2 separate regions of the Triticum aestivum genome follow, and region 2 is linked to region 1. The links are chromatin contacts, called in public Hi-C maps. All regions are on one chromosome and are shown on one strand. Each heading gives the region's core, a stretch centred on a gene start, on an enhancer-like site or on the middle of the called end of the contact. The rest is flanking DNA. Distances are from core to core; before and after follow the strand shown.

Region 1 (6,588 bases), core at 4,021-6,520:
ATCTAGGAAGTCCCTAGAAGCATCGGTTAGTCCATTATAGAAGATATCAAGTATTTCACTTTTCTTAAAAGGATGATCAGGCAAAGCATTAAGTAACTGGCAAAGCCTTCCCCAAGCTTGTGGGAGACTCTCTTCTTTAGTTTGCACAAAGTTAAATATTTTCTGTAAAGCAGCTTGTTTCTTATGAGCAGGGAAATAATTTTCAGAGAAGTAATAAATCATATCTTGGGGACTACGCACACAACCAGGAGCAAGAGTATTGTACAAAGCTTTAGCATCACCCTTTAATGAGAAAAGAAATAATTTGAGAATAAAGTAATAGCGAGTTTTCTCATCATGAGTAAAAAGGGTGGCTATGTCATTCAACTTAGTAAGATGTGCCACAACAGTTTCAGTTTCATAACCATGGAAAGGATCAGATTCAACCAAAGTAATTAACTCTGGGTCGACAGAGAATTCATATTCCTTATCATCAATAAAGATAGGTGAAGTAGCAAACTTAGGATCATATTTCATTCTAGCATTCAGAGATTTTTCTTTATACTTGCATAATAATTTCTCTAGATCATCTCTATCTCTGCAAGCAAGAATATCTCTAGTTGTTTCTTCACTCATAACATAACCTTCCAGTACCTTAGGCAATTCATATCTAGGAAGACTAGTTCTAGCAGGTGTTTCAGGAGTTTCAGTTTCAAGCTCATCATCAGATTCAACAACATCATGTTGTATTACTCTAGCAATTTGTTCATCAAGAAATTCACCAAGTGGCACATTATCATTATAAAGCAAGGTACTAGCATCATCATAAGCATTATCCATAGCAGAAGTAGCATCATCAATAACTTGCGACATATCAGAATTAATAGCATGTGGTGGTGTTGCAAGTTTACTTATAACAAAAGGTGAATCTAAAGCAGAACTGGATGGCAGTTCCTTACCTCCCCTCGTCTTGAGGGAAAAATCTTAGTATTAGCATCCTTCAGATTCTTCATAGTGATAAACTGATAATAATCCCAAGTGACTCAAGAAATATAGCTATGCTCCCCGGCAACGGCGCCAGAAAAGGGTCTTGATAACCCACAAGTATAGGGGATCGCAATAGTTTTCGAGGGTAGAGTATTCAACCCAAATTTATAGATTCGACACAAGGGGAGCCAAAGAATATTTGAAGGTATTAGCAGCTGAGTTGTCAATTCAACCACACCTGGAGATTAATTATCTGCAACAAAGTGATCCATAGCAAAGTAGTTTGATAGTTTTGATAGTAGTAGCAGCAGCAATAGTAACAGTAATACTGATAGCAGTAATTTTGTAGCAAGTGTAACAGTGATGATAGCAGTAGTAACTTAGCAGAAACAATATGGAAAAATTCGTAGGCAGTGGATCGGTGACTTGTTGGATGATATTCATCATGAGATAGTTATAACCTAAGGCGATATGGCACTAGCTCCAGTTCATCGATATAGTGTAGGCATGTATTCCGTAAATAGTCATACGTGCTTTATTAAAAGGACTTGCATGACATCTTTTGTCCTACCCTCCCGTGGTAGCGGGGTCCACATTGGAAACTAAGGGATATTAAGGCCTCATTTTAATAGAGAACCAAAACAAAGCATTAACACATAGTGAATACATGAACTCCTCAAACTACGGTAATCACCGGAAGAAGTCCCAGTTATTGTCACTCTGGGGTTACCGGATCATAACACGTAGTAGGTGACTATAACTTGCAAGATCAGATCTAGAACATGAATATAATGGTGATAACATAAACGGTTCAGATCTGAAATCATGGCACCCGGGCCCAAAAGTGACAAGCATTAAGCATGGCAAAGTCATAGCAATATCAATCTAAGAACATAGTGGATACTAGGGATCAAGCCCTAACAAAACTAACTCGATTACATGATGAATCTCATCCAACTCCTCACCGACCAGCGAGCCTACGAAGGAATTACTCACTCCTGATGGGGAGCATCATGGAATTGGCGATGGAGAAGGGTTGGTGATGACGAAGAACGAAGATCCCCCTCTCTGAAGCCCCAAATGGACTCCAGATCTGCCCTCTCGAGGAAGAACAGGGCTTGGCGATGGCTCCGCCTCGTGGATCGTGATAATTCTTTCTCCCTGATTTTTTTCTCCGAAAACAGGATTTTATAGCGTCGGTTTCAGGGTCTGCGGGGCCACCAGGTGGGGACAACCCACCTGGGCGCGCCAGGAGAGGGGGGCACACCCTGGTGGGTTGTGCCCACCCAGGGGCCCCTCTCCGGTAGGTCTTGGCTCCAGAAATTCTTATATATTATATAAAAATTCCTCGCAAAGTTTCGTTCCATTCCGAGAACTTTTATTTCTGCACAAAAACAACACCATGGTAGTTCTGCTGAAAACAGCGTCAGTCCGGGGTTAGTTTCATTCAAATCATGCAAATTAGGGTCCAAAACAAGAGGAAAAGCGTTAGGAAAAGTAGATACGTTGGAGACGTATCATCCCAATTTATAAGCAGATGGATAACTGGCATGCGCGGGGATCGAGGAGGCCAAAAAGTAATTATGTGACTGCACGGGCGCCTCGAATTTCGAAAAGTCCATTAAAGATGAAGATCTGTTAAGATGTTTTGAGCTTCGTGCGAAGTTAATGCAGGATGACATCATGGCGGGTTAGTATGATTCTGTGAGCTGACGTCATGGCGGATTATAGCAACTTCATAAAAGTTGACGATGCAAGATTCTGCTAAGTCAAGTATTGAAGATTGATGTGATCAAGTTCAAATCAACCTCGGGCCTAATGTTGGGGATATAACTATTGGGTATGACCCGCCCAGGAGGGGTCGGGTCATGCCACTGGCGGCTTAAGAAGAGAAGGCCCGGGATGATGATGAGTATGGTGGTCCATAGAACAAGCTTATTGAAAGCCCAAGACTCAGAGGTGACTTGAGGCCCATGGGTATGAACCGCCATATTGTGTACTTGTATTGTAAGGCAAGCTTAATTAGTCACCGAGCCGGACACATTGTGTATGAGCCGGCCGGGACTCTGTAAGCCGCCGGGCATCAACCTGTGTACATAAAGGGGTGACCCGGCGGCGGGTTAAGGCAAGAAACAAGAGATCGAGAACTAGGTCAAGCGTATTCGCTCCCTGGTAATCGAAACCTAAGCAATACAACCTCAAACTGGAGTAGGCTTTTACCTCGTTGCGAGGGGCCGAACCAGTATAAACCCTGTGTGTCATTTGTCCCGATTAACCCCTTTAAGCTAACCTAGCTGCGATGGCTCCACACCTAAGTCCTTTCGCTAGGGCATCTGTGTGTTAAGTCCACGACACCCTTTGTGTATGGATGGATTATGTCTGAATGCATTCGTCGGGTACTGTTTCATATATCTTCCTTACCTGTTTAGTTGCAGTTTGACTTTGCGCTCCTTGCCTCCTTCGAATGGTCATTGGTAGAAACAAAATGTGAACGTTGGGCTTCTTTTGCGTGTGCTCCGTTAGGCGTCTTGTCAGACTGTGTCATGGCTTCTCGCCGCTGCGTCCCCTTGACCGAACGGTGTGTTTTGGGATCTGGGTGCGTTTTTTATCCCTGTCCGGACCTTGAGACCCTTGCAGCTGAACAGATAACGCGTTGTGCTGTCCGGTGTTGGACCACAGTGGCTGGCCCGATGGCGTGTTCTATTATCTCTCCCGGCCTTTTACCCCTGCTGCCTGGTTGACAGACGTGTATGCTTTATGTGCTCGCTAGTCGCACTCTTTGCTTGATCGTCGATCGTCTTGTCGGTTTGTTTGGTTTCCTTCTGCTCATGTGTTCCCTGGTGGGGTTCTTGTTTCGAATGTTTCATGACATTTGCCGTGGGATATGCGTTTGGGTTTTCTATTAACCCGGCTGGAACATGAAAGGTCAATTCACCTTCTCAATCACCCTTTTAGGATGATTTATTAAAGAAGTGTCTGTTAAACGTGTCATCATAGTTTGCTTAACTTCTGATTGTAGTATGTTCAAAGAAAACTTCTGGTTGTAGTTGGTCTTTACGCAGTTACTGACAGTTGGAAAAAAAATATCATCACCAACAAAGCTTCGTGTCATCAAAAACAAATCGCCGAAGAAAAATTATGGACAATGATCATTGTCAAGACAAATAAAAATGTAGTATGAACATAATCATTTGCAAACAGTTGAGGAAAAAAAATCTTAATAGTTCACTTCGCTTCCGGGCTGCAGTTGGCCATCTAATATATAGTATAAAAGAATAATGCTAAGACACAGTAAAAACATATCAGACAACGATCCTCGATGCCATCGATGATATCAGTTGTCCAAAATTCTCATGATTGTCGAAATATAATAGTTGAGCATTTCCTTGAATTCTCGTGTTTTAAAAATATAACTATTAGGGGGGAAATAAAGTACTTAGAAATGTAATGAAAAACCAAATTCCCATAATTAAAAATATAGTAATTAAAAGAAGAAAGTATTAGACAAGCCGCTCAGAATATCAAAGATTGAGCAATACATATTAAACAACAACGCTAAGATATAGTAAAAAAAAACATACTACAACCCTTGGTTTGATCCGCTGTGCAAACCCCTAGGGATGCCAAAGATTTCAAAGATTGTGCAAATAAATAATGCTAAGACACAATAAAGGTACGTCAGACAAGGATTTTCAAAACTTGGCGCCATCCGTGATATTAACTGTGCATAATGCTGATGATTTTCAAAATATATTAGTAATTGAAAAAATGCCAAAATATAACAATTATTAAGGGAAAAAAGAAAGTACTAGACAAGCTGCGGGAGCGGTACACGGATGTACCAGTCCGCTTGCTTAAATCCAGTTACTCTTAGGGAAATGCTGCACTCACACGGTGCACCATGTGAGGCTTGCATAATTTCCGTTTGCCCCGTTCATCTACGGTCATAGGCAAGCGCCACCAAGCCCGGCGATGAGCAACGATTGAAGTGATGTTTTAAAGTGGTCGAAGTTCTTCTCGTATAGCTGTGTGGGACTAAGGATACCCATTTAAAAAAAAATAGGATTTTTTTTTTTGAGTGCCGACTAAAAGATACCTAGCCCCTGGCGCGTGCACGCGGTGACCAACACACCTTTACCGGGCCTCTTGGGCTAGGCGTTAGAGTTTTCCCTAGGGCCCGCAGAGACACACTTCTCCGCCTGATGGTGACCGGTCCACATCCATCCTAATGGGCCGGACTGCGAATCCACGGTGAAACCCTAAGTGCGCAGCCGGCCGTTCCCCTGCTGATCATCGCCGCAGACAGAGGTCGGAAGAAGAGGAAGTAAACGAAAGGCCCCCCCTCTCTCTCTCTCTCTCTCTCTCTCCCCCCTGTCTCTGTATCTCCCGCACGGCGGCGCGGTGTGGCCGGCGGCGATGGCTTTCTGGCAGGCGCGCGACTTCCTGTTCTGCGGCGTGTGCGGCACCCTCCTCGACTTCAACTCCCACCGCTACGCCTCCTGCCCCCTCTGCGGCTTCAAGCGCAAGGCCAAAGGTCTCCCCCCTCCCTTCCTTCGTTCCTTCCTCCAGGCCCAAGCTTACTCCTCTCTGCGGATCCCGAATCACAGAACTCTTGGTCCCAAGCATCCTTGTGACTGGCAATCCCGTGGCTAATGCAGAACTGGCCCCTTATTTTCTGCAGATATCGAAGGGAAAGAAACTCGGTACGCGGTCACCGCGGAGGTACGTCCATCTCTCTCTGTCAAAATCAACCAATGGTTCCAGACGAAGAACTAGGTGTGCAGAACGGCTTATATACTCGGCTAATTAGATTGCAGTGTCGTGTTTCTTGAAGGAATACACTGGTCCTGCCAAGCTACTGCTGGACTTGAGAAAATTGTTCAGTCTTTTGGAATGCATGAATTAGCTTAATTAATTAAATGGAACAAATTCCATACATTAAGAATTGATGATTTTCTAGCTCGGGATGTGTAAGCTTACCCTAGAACTGTTATACTTTGACAATTTTGATTTTGTGGTCTAGTGTAACTGTACAAGACATCTGTTGATTTTAGATCCTGCTAGCTTGCATGTGCAGATTCTTTTACCAGGCAACACAAGTTTCTGTTTCCGGAGCACGTGCTTGATTTTGAATTACATACGTTGTTGACAGGATATTAGAAGAGAGCTAAAGATGAAACCGTTTGTGGTTCTTGAATCGGCGCCAAATATGGACATAATCGTGCAAAGATCCCTGGTAAGCTAAATTGTTTGCTTTTGCCCCTGGTTATTAGTTTTTGGATGGATGGATGGATACCTTGAGCGTTTCACATATATCCTCGTCTGCCTTTAGACAGAGCGAGCCTGTCCAGAATGCAACCATCATGAACTCGAATATTACACGAAGCAGGTTATTTGCTGACCTTCAGCTTTAGTTATGATTTTCTCTTTCTAGTTCTGAATCCTACCGACCTTCTTGACGTGCAATTGCAGCTTCGGTCAGCGGATGAGGGGCAGACTATCTTCTACGAGTGCCCGGAATGTGGCCACGCATTCAATGAGAATACCTAAGAAAAAAGTTTCCTACTATCAGGGTATGGATATGGGTGGAAGAAAGTGCTCCTGCCATTGGTTGACAATCGA
Region 2 (7,217 bases), core at 1,051-3,550, 180 kb before region 1:
TGGGTGGAGTACTCAAAGAACCGGAGGAATCTGTCCTTCACATAGAACACAGTATCAGCACTCACGCTGAAAGCTGGGCGTTCCCTCTCTAATTTAAACACAATCATGCCACTGTCATGACCAGCAGCAAGAAGATTCATTTCAGGGTGGGCGGCAAGGATCCAGAAACGGTCATGTTCCCGCCTAAATGTCTGAATACCAGTTCGCTTTGTGGCATCCCAAATGCGAATGCTTTTGTCCTCTGAGTTGGACACAATGATGTCTTGCTTCGCATGGAACATCACACACGACACATTATTCATGTGCCCCCTCAAAGTATCAACTTCCCAAGCCTTGGTATCTGTCAAAAAATATCAAATTTTATTTTATTGTTTGTTCAATCCAACCAATACTCAGCAAAAAAATAATTAGTGCTAGACTAGACCTTCAATTGACATTTCTCATGTTGAACAAACAAGGGTAATTTGATAATTTGTTTATAATTTGTTCAGTCCTACTAATATGCAGAGTGTTTTACTGGATATTAAATGGTTATATACATGTGATCACTCAGAATTAACAAAAAGGTAATTTGACAATTACGAAACATGTTTCTTGCGTTCAGCTAGTTTTGATGACCACTGACAATTTAGTTGATATTACTTGTGATAGACTGAGGAGTAAACAGTAAAAGGTTCTGTACAAGTAATATCACTTAAACAGAATCAAAAGGATTCAAAATAAAATGACTAATTCAGAAGCATTGTTTCAAACTGTCATACAAAATAATGAAATGATGCGTACATAAATATGTAATTATTGTTTTCATACAACGAAATAAAATAAACCAGACATAAATAGTTAAAGAAGTGATTGCACTGTTACCATTCATTCTCCACAGCTTCACTTGCCGGTCATCTGCCCCAGAAACAATGAGTGGCAATGTGGGGTGAAATGATGCCCAGTTGACACCACGGTCATGGCCTTCCAAGACATATTTCACAACCGCATCGACACCCCCAAACAGATCAGTGTTCATCTGAGTGAGACGCAGGATGTCATCCGCAGGTGACACCGTCTTCTTCCTCAGGGCACCAATATCCCAAACACGGACAGTCTGATCTAGCGATGCTGACACAACCAGGTCCTCCTTGGGGTGGAAGGACGCGCACATGACATAGTGATTATGCCCGGTGAGCACAGCCACACAAGTACGTGACTGCCAGTTCCAGATCCGGATTGTCTGGTCATCACTGGCACTTACTATCCATGGGTACTCATGGTGGAATTGCACAGTACGAATGTAGTCGAGATGCCCAGTAAGCGTAAACAAGCAGCGGTGTGTCTTGTAATTCCACACCTTGATCTTGTAATCGTCACCTGCATTGCATCACAACCCAAAATCTTAGTCCAAGCTTTGTGAATGTTAATGAGCATGCATTGGATTATTTTACCACCTATTCTACATTCACTCAGCGTTCAAGCATTGACTCACTGTTAAGCTAGTAACTAAAACATGAAGCAGACTAACCAGAGTGCACCCCAGTGTCATCAGCGACACAATCCCCTCAACGTTTTGTGAATGCTAATGAGCATGCATTGGATTATTTTACCACCTACTCTACATTCACTTTCAACTGGCTAATAAACTACGGTGATAACAGTCACTAATAAAAACCAAATGGCACTCCAAGTAAACAATTCTAGAAACAGCAAAGATCATAAAAGGAAGCACTAGATCCGACCAACCCATCCTACCAACTTATGACACCTTAACAGCCACCGGCACACATCAAGCGCGATCTAACAGCAGCGTCGACGGATCACAGAGACATCTAACGGCCTCGACACTCGCGCGCAGAGCCTCCAATCCAAGGCAAGGCTCGGGGCCGTGGCGCGCGGCTCTGTGTCAATCCGCAAATGGCAAATCACGCCCGAACCGATCGAGCCGAGCGGGATCTAGCAGGGCGGGGCGGGGCAGTACCTCCGGAGACGAAGAGGGGCTGGGTGGCGTGGAAGTGGACGCCGCGGACGGGGCCGTCGTGCTCGTCGAAGCGGTCGAGGAGGGTGCCCATGCGGTAGTCCCACATCTGGATCACGCCGCTGTGGAGGCTGGCGAGGATCCATGGCCGCCGCGGGTGGAAGCTCAGGCCCTTGACCCGGTTGCTCTTGGTCTCGAACTTGGTCAGCATCTTCCGTTCCCCCGCCGGCGGCGCGTCGTCCCCGGCGACGGCGGCGGCGGCCCCTGGCCCTGGCCGCGGAGAGGAGCGGAGGTGGGGTGGGGGGGTCGGTGGATCTGGGGCGGAGGAGGGGGAGGGGAGGGAGGGAATGGCCGATGATGGGGAGGAGGAAGGTGCTTTAGATCTCGGGCAAGAGGAGATCTGGGTTTCCGACGCTGCTGAGTGCTGAGGTGGTGAGAGGCGGCGCCGCCGTTGGATTCTGGGGGAGAGGCGATCTGAGCCGTCGGAAATGGTGCGCCCGGGTTGTCAGTCACGCGCTCGCTCGCCGCAATGCTAAGATAAGCGGTTTGGCTGTGACCAATTTTTGGTAGAGTACGAATTATAAATTTCATGCTTAGAGAAGTGCAGGACGTTTTAGATAAGGGTGTTTATCATTTATGTCATTCTGGTTGTATTTTACTACTTGGTTTTGCCATTAGAAATTTCAACTGCTCAAAAATGTCATCGTTTCGTTAAGCGCATGCTTAAAAATGTCATCGCTTCGTTAAGCGCATGCTCAAAAATGTCACTGGACACCATTAGGCTAGTCATAGTGGGAGTAACTTAGCTAGTAACATAGCGCACTTCAAGAAAAAATTGCTTAGGCTGGTCACAATGGGCAAGAACATAAGCTAGTAACTTCACACTTCCCTAGACTATGTTACTACCTCCACAGTGGGTAGGAACATCTATGTAGTGTCATGCAACGATGTATTTATTAGGTTATAGACTCATTGTTTCTTGGAGTGTGTGATGTTTCGGTAACTTAGCTAGTTACCACAAACACCTCGCTCTTCATTAAATACGTGCCACATAAGCAAAGTTGTATTGGAGTGTGTGATGTTACTCCTAAGTTCCTCCTCACTGTGACCAGCCTTACGTGGTATATAGTTAATGAAAAGTGGTAACATAATATGTTACTGTAATATAGCGTTTCCCAAGACAAGATGAGTATACAAGCTAATAAATGAAGTCCTCTATGACACTAGTACTATGTTACTTTGCACTATGAGTACAATGTGTGCTCTCGTATCTACGCATCCATCGTCACACGTAAACACTATGTACAATGTCCTCCAAAGACTGCAGTCGCCGAGCTTTAAGACTGATCGATGTCGCCACTAGCATCTTGATATCATCGAAAACATCACCTTCTATTGAAAACATTATGCATTGATCGAACAATAGGATGGCAAAAGCTATGGTTAGATTGTTCATTGACTCAGAGTACAAGTACCCTCCTAAACATCCAACAATGGATTGGTTCTCGTGCGGAATGGATTTTGTATTGGGAATAACATCCATACAAATTCACATAAAACACCATATGGTATCTGTATTGGTGCTTATTCCAACATGATTGATGAGGGGCTACTGAATTAAAGGGGAAAAGGGCCCCTCGCCCTGTTCATCGTTGGCGAGAGCCGGGAAGGGGAGGGGCTGACGGGGAAGGAAATGAGACGCGATGGGGAGAGAGACGGAGAGTTGATCCCCCGTTTCTCCCCCTTGGATTGTTGTTGGCGTAGGAAGGAGAAATCTATGTCGGTCATTCTTCCTTTATTCTAGGTCTAGTTGTTCTAATAAAAATGCATGCATCATGTTGGTCCCTTCTCGGCAGGTGTTGTTCCCTCTTATCTTCATTATCTGCTTTGTTCTCACTCTGTGCTTTCGATTAGGTTTTGGAGTAGGTCGTCTGGAAGTTGAAGCAAGTTGGTTTGACGCCAAGCTCGTCCTCTCCCTCCAAACCTTGTGGGGAAGGATTTGCTAACATGTTAATAGTGTTTTTGCTCTTCATCCGCCGGTGATGACCTCGGGCTTCTGTTCGTCAGTGTCGACAGTAAATCCCTTGGTCGGCGAACAACCAGACTCAGCAGCACGTGTCCGCCTTCATGCGGCCTGGAGGTCGACATGTCATTTTCTTGCTATAGTTGTTTACACCTGGTTCTTGATGGCAAAGTTGTTATTCATTTTTATGTTTTCCTTTGCCTGTAACGTGTAGCGTTGATCTTGTAATCTTCTGGGTTTTGGCCCGGTTTCGCAATTAGGCCTTTCCAATATAACAAGAGTGGGGTGGCCCTCTATGGAGGGACCCGCGTGCAGCCCATGAGCGGAACGGGAAGCCCCTTATTTTTCTCTACATTTTTTGTCTTTTTTGTTTTTTAGTCTTCTTCAAAATAATTCGGGATCTAAAAAAATCAAATTTTCTAGAAATTGTGAATTTTGAGAAAAAATTAATCAAGAAATCTTATATTTGTTGCAGATTCGAAAAATTATCGCATATAAAAAATCATGTTTTTAAAACAGGGTTCAAGAAATCAAATAAGTTCATAATTTTGAAAAATGTTTGCGCATTCAATTTTTTTGTGGATTTGAACAAATGTATGGAATTCAAAAAATGTTCGTTCATTCCAAAAATATTCACGAGTTGAAAAAATGTTTGCGAATTTCTAAAACCATACCACGTATTGAAAAAATGTTCATGATTTGTTAAATAAATCAATAAATAATAAATTTGCATGCATTTGCAAAAATGTTCATAAATTTGAAAAAAATATGAATTTTAGAAATTGCTGTACTAAAAACAAGAAAGTGTTTGTGGATTTCCAAAAATTTTGTGAAGTCGAAAAATGTTCATGAGTTAACAAATGTTCACAATTTAAAAAATATCCTGAATTTTTTAAAAAGGATCGCAGATCCAAAAATTGTTCACGACTTCAAAAGATGCTTACGAATTTAAAAAATGTTCATGATTTCAAAATAAATTACAATTCGAGAATGTTCATGATTTCTTAAAAAATATGATTTCAAAAAGTATTCACGGGTTTGAAAGATGTTTGCAAAACGAAAAAATAAAAACTAGAAGGAAAAATGAAAAAGAAAAGAAAGATGAAGATAAATAAAATAAAAACAAACACATGAAAAATAAAAATAAAATGAAAAAAGATAAAAGAAAGAAAATGCCAGAAGAATAAACATATTATTTTTTAAAAGAAAGAATATGCAACAAATTGTTTTTTAGTCTTCTTTAAAATAATTCGGGATCTAAAAAAATCAAAATTTCTAGAAATTGTGAATTTTGAGAAAAAATTAATCAAGAAATCTTAAATTTGTTGCAGATTCGAAAAATGATCGCATATAAAAAAAATCATGTTTTTAAAAAAGGGTTCAAGAAATCAAATAAGTTCATAATTTTGAAAAATGTTTGCGCATTCAAATTTTTTTGTGGATTTGAACAAATGTATGTAATTCAAAAAATGTTCGTTGATTCAAAAAATATTCACGAGTTGAAAAAATGTTTGCGAATTTCTAAAACCATACCACGTATTGAAAAAATGTTCATGATTTGATAAAAAAATCAAAAAAATAATAAATTTGCGTGCATTTGCAAAAATGTTCATAAATTTGAAAAAAAATATGAATTTTAGAAATTGCTGTACTAAAAACAAGAAAGTGTTTGTGGATCTCCAAAAATTTTGTGAAGTCGAAAAAAGTTCATGAGTTAACAAATGTTCACAATTTAAAAAATATCCTGAATTTTTAAAAAAGGATCGCAGATCCAAAAATTGTTCACGACTTCAAAAGATGCTTACGAATTTAAAAAATGTTCATGATTTCAAAATAAATTACAATTCGAGAATGTTCATGATTTCTTAAAAAATATGATTTCAAAAAGTGTTCATGGGTTTGAAAGATGTTTGCAAAACGAAAAAATAAAAAACTAGAAGGAAAAATGAAAAAGAAAAGAAAGATGAAGATAAAGAAAATAAAAACAAACGCATGAAAAATAAAAATAAAATGAAAAAAGATAAAAGAAAGAAAATGCCAGAAGAATAAACAAAGGCAACACTGAATTCAGGGCCGGTTCAGAAAAATAAGCAATATAAGTGGGAAAAACCAGCATGGGCAAGCCCATACAGAGGACACACACACGCAAGTCGTACGCGCGGCCTAGGCGCCAAATAGGACTGGCCCTCTACGGAGGGCACAAGTTTGTCAGGAAAAAAATGAGTGCTTGGCATGGGGTTTGATCCATGCCGACCATGGTTTTATTCTGAAAAATGGACTTCCATCCATCTTACACTTTCTAGACCAAGATCTAAGATATTTACATCGTGTTATTTGCTAAATCTTGGTTGTGCTTCTTAGAATTGTGAAACTAGAAAAATTCATACACACTCATAGGTTCCGCAACTTCTCTACCCCATCTTTGTCCCTAGGGTGAAAACCTCATATCCGGTTTTGCCAAATCAAATGACAGTAGCTGCTCCTGGCGCCGCTCCCTCCTAGGAGGCGACGCCTTGGAGACCTTGACACGATATGGTGTTGTGAGGCCGGTTTGAGTCTATCGGTGTTGCCACTTTGAGAAAGCGAGAGCTCGTCATCGAACAAGCATCATTGGTCATGGGGATTGTCGGTGTTCTCTTAGGGCATGTACAATGGTTGATAAGATAGTCTTATCTTAAGTTTTGCATGTAATTTAGAGATGACAAAGAAAAATGTCTACAATGGGTCATCTCTTAGTCTTATCTTCAATAACTAGCAATTCCTAAAAATGTGGTGAGACATATTGTGCTAAGAGATCATCTCTTGTCTTATCTTAAATAAGAGAAGACAAGCCTTCTCTTATGAGTTTTCTCTCCTCCACCTTATTATTTATCTTACCTGGCACTCTTAAGATGGCACCATTGTACATGCCCTTAGCTTTCAAAGGAGGAAATCTCTCTCTGGCACCGGAACTCTATCGGTGGTTTGCCTTGCAAGTGCAGCTTTCTGGTCCGACGATGCTTCGGGCATGGTGTAGGTAGTTGGCTTGCTCGTAGTTAGGCTCTTCGGGCGGAAATCCGTTTTGCATGTTTTTGTGTTTTCTTATAAAGCATGCCAATTCTCTTTGATTCTTCAGGAGGAAAAGAACATTTTGTGGATAGGTTGAGGTGAACTAGGAACATGAACTGAGCGCACGGCAGTTCGACCAAGTGGTCATAGCTTCACGATGAAGATACCGTCCGGGTTGCAGTTTGA

Evidence for each region. Hi-C and Micro-C count contacts between places; a contact is called where the count stands out from the background.
Region 2: a Hi-C map of leaf shows a contact between it and region 1, with 9 times the contacts expected there. The contact joins the promoter of LOC123087109 here to the promoter of LOC123087107 in region 1. A contact is called at or near these places in 3 of 5 Hi-C or Micro-C datasets (all in leaf).

The regions. Positions count from the first base shown.
Region 1 is chr4A:579,224,734-579,231,321 of IWGSC CS RefSeq v2.1, reverse strand. LOC123087107 (DNA-directed RNA polymerase I subunit RPA12) reads left to right here and starts at 5,270. Exons shown (of 5, transcript XM_044509007.1): 1 at 5,270-5,500; 2 at 5,648-5,688; 3 at 6,119-6,202; 4 at 6,299-6,355; 5 at 6,439-6,588. The coding sequence starts at 5,383. The coding sequence ends at 6,516.
Region 2 is chr4A:579,401,283-579,408,499 of IWGSC CS RefSeq v2.1, reverse strand. It overlaps LOC123087109 (coatomer subunit alpha-3), which reads right to left and starts at 2,300. Exons shown (of 3, transcript XM_044509009.1): 1 at 1,964-2,300; 2 at 865-1,359; 3 at 1-340. The coding sequence starts at 2,171.